Regions from separate parts of the Mus musculus genome. Here regions 1 and 3 are each linked to region 2. A link is a contact called in public promoter capture Hi-C and targeted proximity ligation data. All regions are on one chromosome and are shown on one strand. The core of a region is the stretch at or near the end of the contact, and the rest is flanking DNA. Distances in the headings are between cores, read along the strand shown. Region 1 has its middle 19 kb from the start of Mamdc2. Region 2 holds the start of Smc5 (structural maintenance of chromosomes 5). Region 3 has its middle 3.9 kb from the start of Gm34012.

Region 1 (2,700 bases), core at 72-2,571, 190 kb before region 2:
AATCATGGAATTGACCATGAGTTTTTAATAGGAACAGACTGGGCATCCAGACAGCTTTTTGTTTTCCTTCAATTCGTTTTTGAATTGACTGTTAAAAGATTTTTAGAACTGTTGAAGGAAAGTACTTGGAACTTGAGATCAGATTTTAGGAAAATGGGAGATTTCTTTTCTACCGTTATCCCCCGGGGTTTGGAGTTTCCTTGTGCTCAGAATGGCTACTTTGACTTTGTCACCGCATTATAATGGATGTTTGCTCTTAAAATACAGCATTTTTTCCCTCACACTACAATGGCAAATTTTGTTTTGCCTATTTATCAATGTAAAACAAATTCCCTTCAACAGGGTAACGTAATAAGGGTCCATGTAACTCCAAGGAAGGATTTAGTGAGACCCAGTCAACACCATAATTCTTCCCCTCTGATTAACATTTTAGCTGAAGGAAGAACAATAAATCATTAATATAACCCCTAAAGTCTAAACAAAAACTTATTGCTTTAGAATATATTAATTTATTTTTAATGCTCATGTCCATTTTAGAAGAATGGCTTAGTGACAATATTTTAACTACTTAAAATGATAACGACCACTCTACCAATCCGTCATCTGAAGTCAAATGCTGAACTCAGCTACAATTGCTCATTGTATTCTCTGCTGTAATGAAATTCCTTAACAATGGCATATTTATAGCTTAAATGGAAAAGGTCACCTTCTTTTGTATATTGTCCTCCTTTAATTAACTCTGGGGTCTTTGAAAGCAATTTAGGCCTGAAAGTCTTGACGGATTTATCATTTTTTTCCTCTTAAAGTAAAACAAATGCCACTTATATGTAAAGGATTAGGCTACCTTCTTCAACTTCAGAGTGGCCTTTGAATGTCATGCATTTGAGAGATTCTTGGAAAAGGATGCCTGAATTCAGTCTGGCAGCTTAATTGCATGAGAATGAACAAGATTAGGAAACAAAAACAACAGTTCTGGCAAGAAAGAAAGACTGGCCCTCTTGCCCATTTGCAGAGTTACTTCCCCTCCTCTGTATTCAATACCAACAGGTCACCAAGACAACAGGAGGCAGGAGGCACTGGGTGGAGTAGCACAACCATTGGGAACCAGTGTGTTTCAGTTTTTGAAAGCCATAACAAGGACTATGCCACCTGTTATACACAAAGTTTCATTTCATTATTTGGACTAATGCTTGTGCACAAAAGTGGATATTTGATGATACTTGCTGACTATGTTGTTTTACAGACTCTCTAGAAATTTGAAAGGAAAGTTGTCTGCTCTTGACTTCCACATTCAACAGACTGAGTCAATAGTCAGTGAATTTAATGGACTTAATGCGTCCCGAACACTTGGTGGTAAGGCTACTGTGATGTTTTCACTGTAGAGCTAGGAAAACCAAACAATCACAAGCTGAAGAGATTTGTTCCAGGTCAATGGGAGATTGGGGGGGGGGGGGCGGGGGGCACGTCAAAATACCCTGTGCTCATTTGCCATTTGGTTACTCTCTCCTTCATTCATGGTTCCATTGCCAATGTCTTTTTCTCTAAAGAAGAAGAAAACGATCCTGAAACCCTTTCTCCAAATACAGCATGCTTTTGATAGTTTCTCTATCCACAAATCTATTCTACTATTCTTGATTCCAGGGAGGATAAATTCCTAGGGGTTCAAATCCAAGCATTTCTATTACTACTGCTGAGTCTCACATAGACTACCAGTGACAGCCAGCTCACGGGATTCTCCTCTTATGTAAGTTGGGGGAGGGAGGGAAAGTGAGGCAGAGATGAGGAGATGGGGAAGTGGTATTGAATCCACCCTGCTACTGCTCAGTAGCTCCTGGAAGAATGGCAAGCCCGAATGGGTTTCAGTTCTCTTTCAGATCTACAGCATTTCACATCCTCATAGCCACTGAGTGTGACTTTGAATGCTATCCAAAGGCTCTTCTACTATTTCTGTCAATTTAACCTGTGTGTCTATGCACACATGGATAAGGCCATCTTATAGTTTGAGAACAGGTCTCTCACTGAACTCAAACTCATCCTGTCTCTGTCCAACCCTGTACGGGAATCAGAGGTGAATGCTGTTACCCCACCCCCACGCCCCTCCCCGTGTGTGTGTGTGTGTGTGTTATGGTGGGCTGGGGATTCAATTCAGGGCCTTGGGCTTACATGGCAAGCACTTTACAGACTGTTCCATTTCCCCCTAAACCTTCATCAAGGCCCATTAGATCTTCAGTATGACTATTGGAAATTGAGAGAAACTACAGTAAGCCAATGTCACAATGCAAGCCTTTAAAGGGGTCAGAAAATATAGATTCCATACCAAGGACCAACAGATTGTCAGTAAAATCTGGTCAATTTTAATAGAGGCTAGAATACATTAAAGTAAGTATGTCCATATTATAAGATTTGGAAACACATCTCTGGAGGAGTCTGTAAGGACATTTCCAGAGAGGTTTGACTGAAGTTGGAGAACCCACCCTGAATGTTCATGGTACATGATTCCATAGGCTAAGGTCCCACTGTGAATTAAAAGAATGTAAGTGTTCATCTTTGTTTCCTAACAACAGGTGCAATGTAACTAAGCTATACCTTCTCTGCCACGATAGACCATTTCCCTTCTTAAACCCTGAGTTCAAAGAAACCCTTTCTTCCTTAAGTTGCTGCCTTTGGGTATTTTAACAGAGAGAGAGAGACAGAGAGAGA
Region 2 (2,735 bases), core at 153-2,652:
AGGCCTCTCCTACTTAAAACTATTTAATGGTTTATCTTTATTTCCCCATTACCCTAGTCTCTGGCCGGTTATTATTGGTTGGGTGAATGTTGCCTATGGGCTTCAGGGGCATAATCTTTGAAAGGGCTAATGAGATGAACATGGGCACAGGGAGGTAGAGCCATTCCTAAAGAAGCAGGGAATTTAAAGACCCTGAAAGGACCCCTATGGAAGATTTAAAGGAAGGATTGAAGAAAGCGAAGGGGATGGTAACCCCATAGGTAGACCAACAATATCAACTAACCTGAACCCCTAGGAGCTCCCAGAGAATAAGCCACCAACCAAAGAACATACATGGGCTGGTCCAAGGCCACCAGCACATATGTAGCAGAGAGCAGCCTTGTCTGGCCTTAGTGGAAGAGGATGTGCTTAGTCCTGCAGAGACTGGATGCCCCAGGGAGGGGGGATACCAAGGGAGAGGCACCCTCTCAGAGTCAAAGAGGAGGAGCGATGGGGGGGGGGGGGAAGAACTCTGGGGGGGGGAGAGAGACAACATTTGGGTTGTAAATAAGTGAAATGCTTAATTAAATAAAAGAAAGAAAGAAAAGAAAAAAGAAACCCTGAAGGGAGAGGCCATCTGGTGGCTGCACTGGAACTGGTGGCTGCACTAAGGAAGCAGAAGTAGTAAAAGTTCAAGACCAGCCTGGGCTCTCTAGTGAGTAGTAGTCCATCTAGAGCTATATAAAGAGTCTGTCTCAAATAAATAAATAAATGTATGTGCTGGGAGATAGCATGATGGCCCAGTGGTTAAGAGAACGGACTGCTATTCTAGAGGACCTGGGTTCCACTGTCTGTAACTCCGAGATCTGACACCCTCACACAGACATACATACATGCAGGCAAAACATCAATGCACATAAAATAAAAATAAATAAATTATACAATAAAAGGACTAGGAAGTGTGAGTGGGCAAGTAATTAATACACTCTTCACAATCTTGAGAGCATCAGATGGTTGTTAGTGCCATGCTTCCAACAACAGGCACAGTCAACAGGCATCTTTTCTTTGGAGTTCATTTGAGCACCAGGGAAGGAAACTGCAATGTAGAACATAAGACAGATGAAGCCTGGAGTTCTGGGAGGGACCGTTGCAAAGTAGTAACACACACACACACACACACACACACACACACACACACACACACACACACACACACACACACACGAGAAACACACAGAGACACACACAGAGACACACACAGAGACACATACACACACACACACACACACAGACACACACACACACACATCGCACCTCTGAGGCCACCGGGGAGCGTTGGTCGGGGCGTGGCCTCGGGTTTGCGGGGCGGAACCGCGCAAGCGCATCGGGGCCGCGGGGGCGGGGTCAGGCGGGGTCAGTTAGCGCGGGAGCCGGGCGCGGAGGCTCCTGGGCTGCGGCTCGCCGGGAACGGAAGCCGCTGCGGGACGCGGAGGAAGCCAGGATGGCGACTCCGAGCGGGAAGGCTGCTCCCCCCAACCCCCAGGTTTCCAAGCGGTCTCTCCCGAGAGATGCTTCCTCCGAGGTCCCGAGCAAGAGAAAGAACTCGAACCCGTTGCCGACGCTGCCGCGGCCGTCCGGGACCTTCGTCGAGGGCTCAATCGTCCGCATCGCCATGGAGAACTTCTTGTGAGTGGCGGCAGGCCGCGCTGGGCGGGAGCAAGCGGCCCGCAGGCCCGGGGCGGTGGGCTGTGCCCGGCGGTGGGGAACCTGTGCCAGGCTAACCCTGAGGCATTCCCTGCCTAGGCCACGAAGACTGGCCGTGTTGGCTGTAGTAGGCGTGTGGCCTGATGTTTTTATCCACCCAGTGGTTTTGGAAGGCGTCGGCTCTAGGCAGTAGATACGAAGGGGCCGGGTCTCTAGTTTGTTAATCTGCGAATCTCGATCTACCACGGACCTGTGCACTTCACAAAACTCGACAGTTACAGCAGAGTGGCAAATTTTAAAAAGTGTACACGATTTCCAGAATGGGCAGATGACATGGTAATGGTTGTTGATTGGAGATTAGAGTGTACCAAAGAAATTAAAAATCGTGTTCCCAGTTTTTGTACCTCCTTGCAGATTCTTGCCCCGTCCAATCCTCCTTTCTTCCTTGCCCCGACCCCAACTAGTTGAGTAGATTCTAAATGTTACCAGAAATATCATTATCTGTTTATCATCTTAGAGTTATCTTTTCGAGGTATTTTTTCTTAAATGTAGGCTTGCATAATTTATAGACCCTTAATAACAATACCATTTTTTTTTCAAGCAGTTGTGTATCAGGTGTTCGTTTGTTTTATTTACACATCGCTGCGTTTCTACCTGTCTTTGTTGATGACATAAACTCATGGCTATTGTTTTTTTGCCCCGGTCTGTATAGATTCTAATAGCAAAATTGCTAATTTGAATCCTGATCAGGAAAGGTAACTGTACTCAGCATGAGGTTATCTGCTGTAACTTATCTACCCAGGATTTCATGGGAGGCACAGACTGAAAAGGCTAAGTCCATCCCCAACCATCAGAGCTTTGTGAAGAAGATACTAAAGTAGAAAAGGAGGGAAGACGATTACCCAAAGAAGGAACTGCCTGAAAGCCAGTTTGTAATGTTTCGTGAGTGACCTTAGGTAGAATGTAAGAACATAGGTGAATAGAGGTTGGAAACGATTGTTCCGGCTTGTCTGTTACTATACTAAAGAACTCCAGCATCATCCTGCAGGCAG
Region 3 (2,748 bases), core at 180-2,679, 220 kb before region 2:
CAAGCCACAGAAACAAAGAAAAACAGCAGTTAGTCATATCACAACAATGCACACATAACAAGTAGATCCACACTTCTGGGTAGAAGTAAAGGCTTGTAGAGAATTTATCTTCTAGGAGCTTAAGTCAGAGATAAACAGCTATTAGGTACCAAGATGGATGCTGAGCACAGAATGGAATTTCTTTTAGCCATTACAAATCTAATCAGAGATTGGTTGGTTACTCCCGCAAGCTTTGTCTAACTATTATACCTATGAATCTTACAGGCAGGTTACCCATTGGCTGGGCCTGGTGTTTACCTTTCTTCTTTACTAGTGAGCAAAATTACATTTTGCTGCTGTTTTCCCTACCTATTACTTTCTTTCGTGTGTGTGTGTGTGTGTGTGTGTGTGTGTGTGTGTGTGTAAATGCTGGTGTGCCACAATACAAGTATGGAAGTCAGAATACAATGAGCAGCTTCTCTCTTTCCATCATGTGGTAGGTTTCAGTAATCAAACTCAGGTTGTCAGACTGGCAGCAGGCATCCTCACCTTGCTTGCCAGCCTATTCTTCCTCCTTTTTACTTTCCTTCTTTTCCTCTTTTCCTTTCTGTCCTTTTCTTTTCTTGGAATAGGATCTCACAGTATATCTCAAACTGGACTCAAATGTAACAATCCTCCTGCCTCAGCAGAGTGCTAGGGTTACAGAAGTACTCTATAACAACTGGCTTTGCTTCTTCTTCTTCTTCTTCTTCTTCTTCTTCTTCTTCTTCTTCTTCTTCTTCTTCTTCTTCTTCTTCTTCTTCTTCTCCTTCTCCTTCTCCTTCTCCTTCTCCTTCTCCTTCTCCTTCTCCTTCTCCTTCTCCTTCTTCTTCTTCTTTAATATAAGACTCTAGTTCATCTTGAGTCCTTCTTCCTTCTAAGGCTTAAAGATCCATTTGGAGAGATTTGAAGTAAGCTTTCTTATAGCTGGTTTGTCTTTCCATTAAGCTGTGATATTTCTGAGGTTTTAACAGATTACCTAAGTACTCTATTTTGACTGATGGTTACATCAATGTCTCCAGACAGTGTAAGCTATAGAAATTGCCCAGTTTTCCCCTCATCCATTCTTTGCTTGACCTAATTCAAGCAAACGTGTGATTTGAGTAATATACTGGACAACATTCACTTTGTTGCCCAGTACAAGACCTTAGTCTGCTTGCTGTTCAATGGAAAGCAATTAGTTAAAAAGGAAGGTGCTGGGCTGGCTGGCTGGTGGTGGAGCATGGGGCTGTTTTGTGGGCAAGTTGATTTAGGGGAGGATTGCATAAGGGATGGCTGGTTGCATGCTGATAAGTAGAGATTTGTGTTCTTACACATCTAATCTTGGTCACTTAGTCACTCCCAGTCCCACAGGTCTTAAGGAGGAGGCTCATTGCTTCCCCAGTCTATTCTTGTCATTGTTTACTTTGACCATGTGAGGTTCCTGACTAATTTCACAATGAACAAGCTAGAGTGGGCAGCTGTCCAGAGGCCCTGCTGATCTGAAAAACTCCCAAAATGGAAAACAAACAGATCACACCTATTTATTGTGAAAGATGGGGTCTGCAGAAATCCAGTGGGGAGAAGATGAGCTCAACACCCATCTTCCTTATAAACCCCAGGCTTAAGATTCTCCATGACTCAAGACGAATGTCGAGTAGGTATCTGGAGTTCTGTCTCTGTCCAGCTATCTTTGTCACCACAGTCATTCTTCAACTCTGTCTCTTTAGCTCAATGATTCTGTACTCTTCTTGTGAATCCCTTCCTGTTAGGTTTTTCTTTGCTGTGAAGAGATACCATAACTCTTATAAAGAAAAACATTTAACTGGGGCTGGCTTACAGCTCAGAGATTTAGTCCATTGCTGTCATGGCAGGAAGCATGGTGGAGTGCAAGCAGACATGGTGCTGGAGAGGTAGCTGAGCATTCTACCTCTGGATCAGCAGGCAGCAGGAAGAGACTGCCACACTGGACCTGCCTTGAGTATCTGAGGCCTCAAAGCCTACCCCCAATGACATACTTCCTCCAAGAATGCCACACCTACTTCAACAAGGCCACACCTTCTATTAATGCCATTGTCTGAGTCTCTGGGGGCCATTTTCCTCCAACTACTGCACCTTACAGTACTTTCCACTAATGAACTCCACAGCTAGAGCCAAGGCAGCCCCAAGACCCACCTCCATTGTCTCCTTTTCATCTAACAGCAGTCTTGCTGCCCCATGTTTAGAAAAAGGTGCTGAGCATATCCTTCCCAGAAGCCCATGGGCCCCTCTCTAAGACGGATCATAGTCTAGGTCCCAAATCAAGTCTTAAAAATATGAAACAATTGAAATAACTTAACTCTTATCAGATCACAGTAAAATAAAACTAGAAATCACAAAAGTGAGAGAAATCACAAGAGCTACACAAACACTTGGAATCTTGCTGCAGACCCTCTGGGTCCCTTTGTCTGCATGGAACTGGTCTCTGGGTGCAGATGGGCAAGGAGTCGGTGGGTGACAGACAGACCAACAGGAGAGATTGTGTAGAACCTGAATGTCTTGTCACAAAGTGAACACCAGTCTTATATAGTACAGAAAATAAAAGGGGTAGGAAGTCACAGCAGGCAAAGTACATTGAAGTTGCCTGACACAAAACAAAGGAGTGACTACAAAGGGACTTACAGGAACCAGGTAAATGTTTACAGTAAAGATAAAGCCGTCCTGCATAGGGTCAGCTTAATGACAGGTAAGGATTTCACACCCTAATGCTAC

What was found. Promoter capture Hi-C pulls out the DNA fragments that hold promoters and counts their contacts.
Region 1: a targeted proximity ligation map of embryonic stem cells shows a contact between it and region 2, with 4 times the contacts expected there. A contact is called at or near these places in 3 of 39 promoter capture datasets (the HPC-7 cell line and hippocampal neurons), 2 of 130 datasets of targeted methods (both in embryonic stem cells) and 1 of 9 other capture datasets (liver).
Region 3: a contact with region 2 is called in a promoter capture Hi-C map of liver, with 2.2 times the contacts expected there. A contact is called at or near these places in 12 of 39 promoter capture datasets (the HPC-7 cell line, cranial neural crest, embryonic stem cells and 6 more), 3 of 484 Hi-C or Micro-C datasets (bone marrow-derived DN2 thymocytes, liver and nephron progenitors), 4 of 130 datasets of targeted methods (bone marrow-derived macrophages, embryonic stem cells, extraembryonic endoderm stem cells and 1 more) and 1 of 9 other capture datasets (embryonic stem cells).

What each region holds. Positions count from the first base shown.
Region 1 is chr19:23,466,317-23,469,016 of GRCm38.p6, reverse strand. No RefSeq gene overlaps it. Among named protein-coding and RNA genes, the nearest start is that of Mamdc2, 19 kb to the right of the region's middle.
Region 2 is chr19:23,272,564-23,275,298 of GRCm38.p6, reverse strand. Smc5 (structural maintenance of chromosomes 5) reads left to right here and starts at 1,402. Exons shown (of 25, transcript NM_001252684.1): 1 at 1,402-1,665. The coding sequence starts at 1,481. It overlaps Gm33950 (a long non-coding RNA gene), which reads right to left and starts at 1,391. Exons shown (of 2, transcript XR_386613.2): 1 at 1,294-1,391; 2 at 940-1,075.
Region 3 is chr19:23,491,487-23,494,234 of GRCm38.p6, reverse strand. No RefSeq gene overlaps it. Among named protein-coding and RNA genes, the nearest start is that of Gm34012, 3.9 kb to the left of the region's middle.